Regions from separate parts of the Pan troglodytes genome. Here region 2 is linked to region 1. Evidence: chromatin contacts called from public Hi-C data. All regions are on one chromosome and are shown on one strand. The core of a region is the stretch at or near the end of the contact, and the rest is flanking DNA. Distances in the headings are between cores, read along the strand shown.

Evidence for each region. A called contact is a pair of places that touch in the nucleus more often than the background predicts.
Region 2: a Hi-C map of stem cell-derived neural progenitor cells shows a contact between it and region 1, with 4 times the contacts expected there. The contact joins the promoter of LOC112208580 here to the enhancer-like site in region 1. A contact is called at or near these places in 1 of 7 Hi-C or Micro-C datasets (stem cell-derived neural progenitor cells) and 1 of 1 datasets of contacts at active chromatin or transcription factors (stem cell-derived excitatory neurons).

What each region holds. Positions count from the first base shown.
Region 1 is chr2:51,533,418-51,536,189 of NHGRI_mPanTro3-v2.0_pri, reverse strand. No RefSeq gene overlaps it. Among named protein-coding and RNA genes, the nearest start is that of ELP6, 8.9 kb to the right of the region's middle. Within about 2 kb of position 1,434, at least 9 of the 24 cell types and tissues checked have an H3K27ac peak or open chromatin away from gene starts, as enhancers often do. A contact at or near this core is called in stem cell-derived excitatory neurons and stem cell-derived neural progenitor cells, where this site is marked.
Region 2 is chr2:51,673,690-51,676,461 of NHGRI_mPanTro3-v2.0_pri, reverse strand. It overlaps LOC112208580 (HIG1 domain family member 2A, mitochondrial), which reads right to left and starts at 1,369. Exons shown (of 2, transcript XM_054680328.2): 1 at 1,327-1,369; 2 at 665-1,084. The coding sequence starts at 1,369. The coding sequence ends at 732. SMARCC1 (SWI/SNF related, matrix associated, actin dependent regulator of chromatin subfamily c member 1) reads left to right here. Exons shown (of 28, transcript XM_001154676.8): 20 at 2,045-2,303.

The DNA.
Region 1 (2,772 bases), core at 185-2,684:
CACCTTGGCCTCCAGAAGTGCTGGGATTACAGGCATGAGCCACCACACCTGGCCCTGGATAGTTTTTTTAACATTTCTCCTCTCCCCATCCCCACTGCAAGTCCTGGTTTAGCCCCTCCCAGCCTCCTGCCCCACCCCTTCTGAGGCAGCCAGTGCTGTGGCTTCAGTGGCTGGTCTAAAACATGCATTGGCGGCCAGGTGCCGTGGCTCACTCCTGTAATCCCAGCACTTTGGGAGGCTGAGGCAGGCAGATGACCTGAGGTCATGTATCCCTAGCATCTAGAAGAATACCTCTGATACAGTAGGTGCCAAAAAATGTGAGGAATGAGACAAGGACCTATGGTATAGCTGGAGAAAGATGTGCTTGCAAGAGGGTCGCAAAAGATGACAAAAGAGTGTATTTAGCCTTGCTTCCCCAAAGGCTGAGCTGAGTGGAGGTCCTTTATGAGGAAGGAAACCCCAGCTGGGAGTGAGGCAGAAGTAGGAGAGGCCTGGGCAGGCAAGAGTTGTCCAAGTGGAGGAGCTGGCTGGCGTCTGGGAAAAGCCAGCAGAGTGTCTCCCAGAGCTGTACACATGCCAGACAGGTGACTGGAACAACTTTCTTTTTATTTATTCATTCTGAGACAGGTTCTTGTCCTGCTGCCCAAGCTGGAGTGCAGTGGTGCAGTCATGGCTCATGGCAGCCTCAACTTCCTAGTCTCAAGTGATCCTCCAATCTCAGCCTCCTGAGTATCTGGGACCACAGGTGTGCACCACCATGCTCAGCTAATTTAATTTTTTGTAGAGATAGGGTCTCACTATGTTGCCCATGCTGGTCTCAAACTCCTTGCCTCAAGTGATCCTCCTGCCTCGACCTCCCAAAGTGCTAGAATTACAGGTGTGGGCTCTTCAGAGGCATTTACTGAGATGGAATATGAGGCCAACACCTGTGGAAGGAAGGAGGCGGAAGCAGGATTGGGCAGGAGAACTTGAATAGTGATGGGCACCCAACAAAGTCTTGGAGAAGTTAGACAGTCGGACAGAGTCTCACATGAGATGGAAATGGCCAGTTCTTTATAGCCCCTGCTTTGCTCAGTCACCAGATGAAGGCTGCCTTAGGAAGGGTGTGACCTCAGGTGAGGCTGTATGCAGCCGTGCTGGGCCCTGCAGGAACAGAGAGCTGGAGGGTGTCTGGTGACTGCTCTTCCCCTGGGTCCTGCTGAAAGGGATGTGGTGGTGCCGTCTGTGTGTACTTACAAGGGTGTGCTCAGGGAAGGCCTGAAGGAGTTCAAGGAAGCGTGCTCTGCAGACACCTGGGGGAATAGCTCATAAACAAAGGGAACAGAAGCACATGGCCCCTGAGTGTGCCCGTGTCTGAGGCCTGGAGTAACAGCGCGGAGCCTGGTGGTGCCACAGTGAGTGGGGAACGGGTAAGGATTCCAAGCAGCCAGGGCTGTGAGGCCACTGTAGGACTCTGGCTTGCACTCTGATCTGCAGAGGAGCTGTGAAGGGATGAGGGCAGTGGGGACATTCCTTAAGTCAGGACAGCCTGAAGCAGGAGAGCCCATGAAGACTACCACTGGGCTCCAGAGAGAGGAGCTAAGGGCAGGCTGGGGCAGGGGCAGCAGAGAGATTGCCAGATGCATGGCAGATTCCGACCTCTGAGGACTGTCTGCGGTGAGCTCTGCCCACGTGCTGGCCATTGCAACTGTTTCCAGCACTCAGGACTTAGGACTAAGAGCTTTAGCCAGTGTCTGCTGCCCTCTGGTGGGTGTGCTGGAGATAACCCAAGGCTGCTTCCCGCTTTTTTCTTTTGTCAACAGTTTATGGGTTCTACAGGTTCACCTTCAACTTTGTGGTATGAAAACTCTCTAGACTGGGCGTGGTGGCTCACACCTGTAATCTCAGCACTTTGGGAGGCTGAGATGGGAGGATCGCTTGAGCCCAGGAGTTCGAGACCAGCCTGGGCAATATGGCAAAACTCCATCACTATTATTATTATTATTATTATTTTTGAGATGAAGTCTTGCTCTGTTGCCCAGGCTGGAGTGCAGTGGCGTGATTTTGGCTCACTGCAACCTTCAATCCCCAGGTTCAAGCAATTCTCGTGTCTTAGCCTCTTGAGTAGCTGGGACTACAGGCGCACGCCACCACACCTGGCTGATTTTTGTATTTTTAGTAGAGACGGGGTTTCACCATGTTGGCCAGGCTGGTTTCGAACTCCTGACCTCAAGTGATCCGCCTGCTTCAGCCTCCTCAAGTGCTGGGATTACAGGCGTGAGCCACCACACCTGGCCCTCATCTCTATTATTAAAAAAAAAAAAAAAAACACACAACCTCTTGTCACAGATGATAGAGGTGTCAGACAACAACCTATTGATGAGGCAGCAACTCATCAACTGAGAGACAGGGAGGCACAGGGAGCCATAGTGTCCATGCAGCAGCGCAGGGACTGGGGCTGGCAGGGCCCGTGCTGTTTTCTAGAAGTGAGGGTCACCAGCACCTGGAAGAGAAGTGGGGCTACAGGATGCATCCAGGACGGGGAGCTGCAGAGCAGGTGCCATTCCCAGGAGGCCAACAAGATGAAGATGTTGAGGGTGCCTTCAAGAGAACTCTGAGTTCAAGGATAGTTCATAGATTCCTGCTAGGGACGGAAGGAAATGGAGCTAATGGAAAGAAAATGCAGATGATGAAGGCCTGTAGATCCAAAAGAAGCTGAATATATGGCGAACTGAGGGCGTGATGGGGACTGTGGACAGAAGGAGCTATGGGAACTGCAGAGCCATCGGAGGT
Region 2 (2,772 bases), core at 120-2,619, 140 kb before region 1:
TGGTGTGAGAGTAGCAACTTCAGTATGCCACTAAATAAATTCTTTTTATCCAATTAATTCCTCAACATTCTTAGCACCACATAGTTGTGGTTTTCTTTCTACTGTTCTATCCGTTTTTCCCTCGGAGACTCCTTTTACTCTTTTTGTTGGTTTCTTTCAGGATTTTCTCTGAAAAAATAATAAATTATAAAACTAGAAATGTATGTAGTTTATAAATTTTTGAATCAGTTTATCAATTTCTACTAAAAAGAAGCCTACTTGGAGTTTGACTGGAATTGTATTGAATCTGTAGTTCAACTTGGAAAGAACTGACATCTTAATACTGAGACTTCTAATGAATGAACACAATATATCTCTTCCTTTATTTGGGTCTTTGAGTTCTCTCATGTTTTACTCATTCTAGTCTGTTGCTCTTTTACATTCTTTATTATGTTTATTCCTCCTATTTCATTATGCTATTTAAGACAGGGTCTTTTTTTTGTTTTTTAGAGTTTATTAAGCAGGGGAGTGGAGGGGAGATGTGGCACAAATAGAAGTATGTAACATTCAAACAACAGAAACTAGGATTTTTGAAAAAACTTTCAGTTACAGTTACGCAAAGGGTCACTTCCTCCCCCAACGACGCATGGGCCTCTCAAAGGAGAGGAGGGAGTAAGTCCCATGGTAGGGCCAGTGGTTGCTCCTGGGTTTTGGAATCATTTCTGCGGAGCTTTCAAAGCCAGACCCTGGGCTCAGGGTTGAGACTTCATAGCGGTGACAGCTAGACCCAGCAAGATGGCTGTGACCGTGAAACCCTGGGCGGCGATCCAGGTGCACATCATGAGCTGAGAGCGCTGGCTGTTGCCCCGGTGGAAGGAGTAGAGGCCGTAGGTGAGGGCGGCCGCCGTGGCCAGGCAACCTGTGGGTACCACCGGGTTCTCGTGGGTCTTGTGAAGGAACTTTTCCTTGAAACTCTCTGGATTCCTGTAAACAGTGGGGCTAAGCCCCTCAATGACTGGGGGCTTCGATGGTTCAAAGGGGACCTCCGGAATCACAGGGCCGGAGTCGCCATGTCCGGGCCACAGCAGCAGGAGAAAATCGCGACCTAAGACAGGGTCTTGCTGTGTTTGTCAGGCTGGCCTTGAACCCCTGGGCTCAAGAGATCCTCTCGCCTCAGCCCCCTGAGTAGCTGGGAGTACAGATGTGTGCCACTACACCCAGCTTTTATGTTAAATACTTTTTTCTTCCTATTTAAAATTGTTCATTGCTGTTATGTATGGAAATATAGTTCAGTTTCTCTATTGCCCTTCTATCCTGTGATTTTGCTCAGCTATTCAGTTTTAGTACTTTTTTTTATAGCTTCCTTAGAGTTTTCTACATAAACAGTCATGTCTGTCTGTATTAGTAAAAAAGCCCTTCCTTCCTTCCCTCCTTCCTTCCTTCCTTCCTTCCTTCCTTCCTTCCTTCCTTCCTTCCTCCCTTCCTCCCCTCCCCTCCCCTCCCCTCCCTTCCCTCCTTTCCTTCCTCCCTCCCTCCCTCCCTTCCTTCCCTCCCTCCCTCTTTTCTTTTGTTTCTTCTTTTCTTTCTTTCTATCACTCTTGCCGCCTAGGCTGGAGTGCAGTGGCACAATCTCGGCTCACTGCAACTTCTGCCTCCCGGGTTCAAGCGATTCTTGTGCCTCAGTCTCCTGAGTAGCTGGGATTACAGGCACGCACCACCATGCCCAGCTAATTTTTGTATTTTTAGTAGAGATGGGGTTTCACCATGTTATTGGCCAGGCTGCTCTCGAACTCCTGACCTCAGGTGATCTGCCCACCTCTGCCTCCCAAAGTGCTGAGATTATACGCGTGAGCCACCGTGCCTGGACTACTTTCTTTACAGTATGCATGTCTTTTATTTATTTTACTTGCCTGATTGAAAATAATATAAGGAAACCATCAAATCTTTCTATTTATGCATAAATATTTGCATTAATTTTTTTTAAAAAAGCTATCTAAAGAACTTCTAATATTACACATTACTTTCTTGTTACCTGACATGAAAGCATCTGTTTTTTCTGTCTTAGGCCCTGGAGATGTACAAGGATGATTGGAACAAAGTGTCGGAACATGTTGGAAGTCGTACTCAGGATGAATGCATCCTCCACTTTTTGAGACTTCCCATTGAGGACCCATACCTTGAGAATTCAGATGCTTCCCTTGGGCCTTTGGCCTACCAGCCTGTCCCCTTCAGTCAGTCGGGAAATCCAGTTATGAGTACTGTTGCTTTTTTGGCATCTGTGGTGGACCCTCGCGTGGCATCTGCCGCAGCAAAAGCGGCTTTGGGTATGGACTTCCCTAAACCATCTCCTCAACAGAAAAACTCAGTTTATCCCAATTTAAATATTACCAGCCGTTACATTCATTTCTTTTAATATAAATAACAAAAATCAGATATTACCTGTGAAAGATACCATATTCTTTATAAAAGTATTACAGTATTTGGCTGGACACCAAATTAGCTGGGTGTGGTGGCACATGCCTATAGTCCCAGCTACTTGGGAGGCTGAGGCAGGAGAATCGCTTGAACCCAGGAGGCAGAGGTTGCAGTGAGCTGAGATCGTGCCACTGCACTCCATCCCCTGGGCAATAGAGCAAGACTCCGTCTCAAAAAAAAAAAAAGTATTACAAAATTTTTAAGTAATGCACCTTAAAATTAAGAGCTTTAGGAATTGGAGGGACAGAGGTTTTTTATTGTGTATTTTGTGATTAATTTAGAATTTGGTGTAACTAGCAAAGGAAGTCATTTAATATT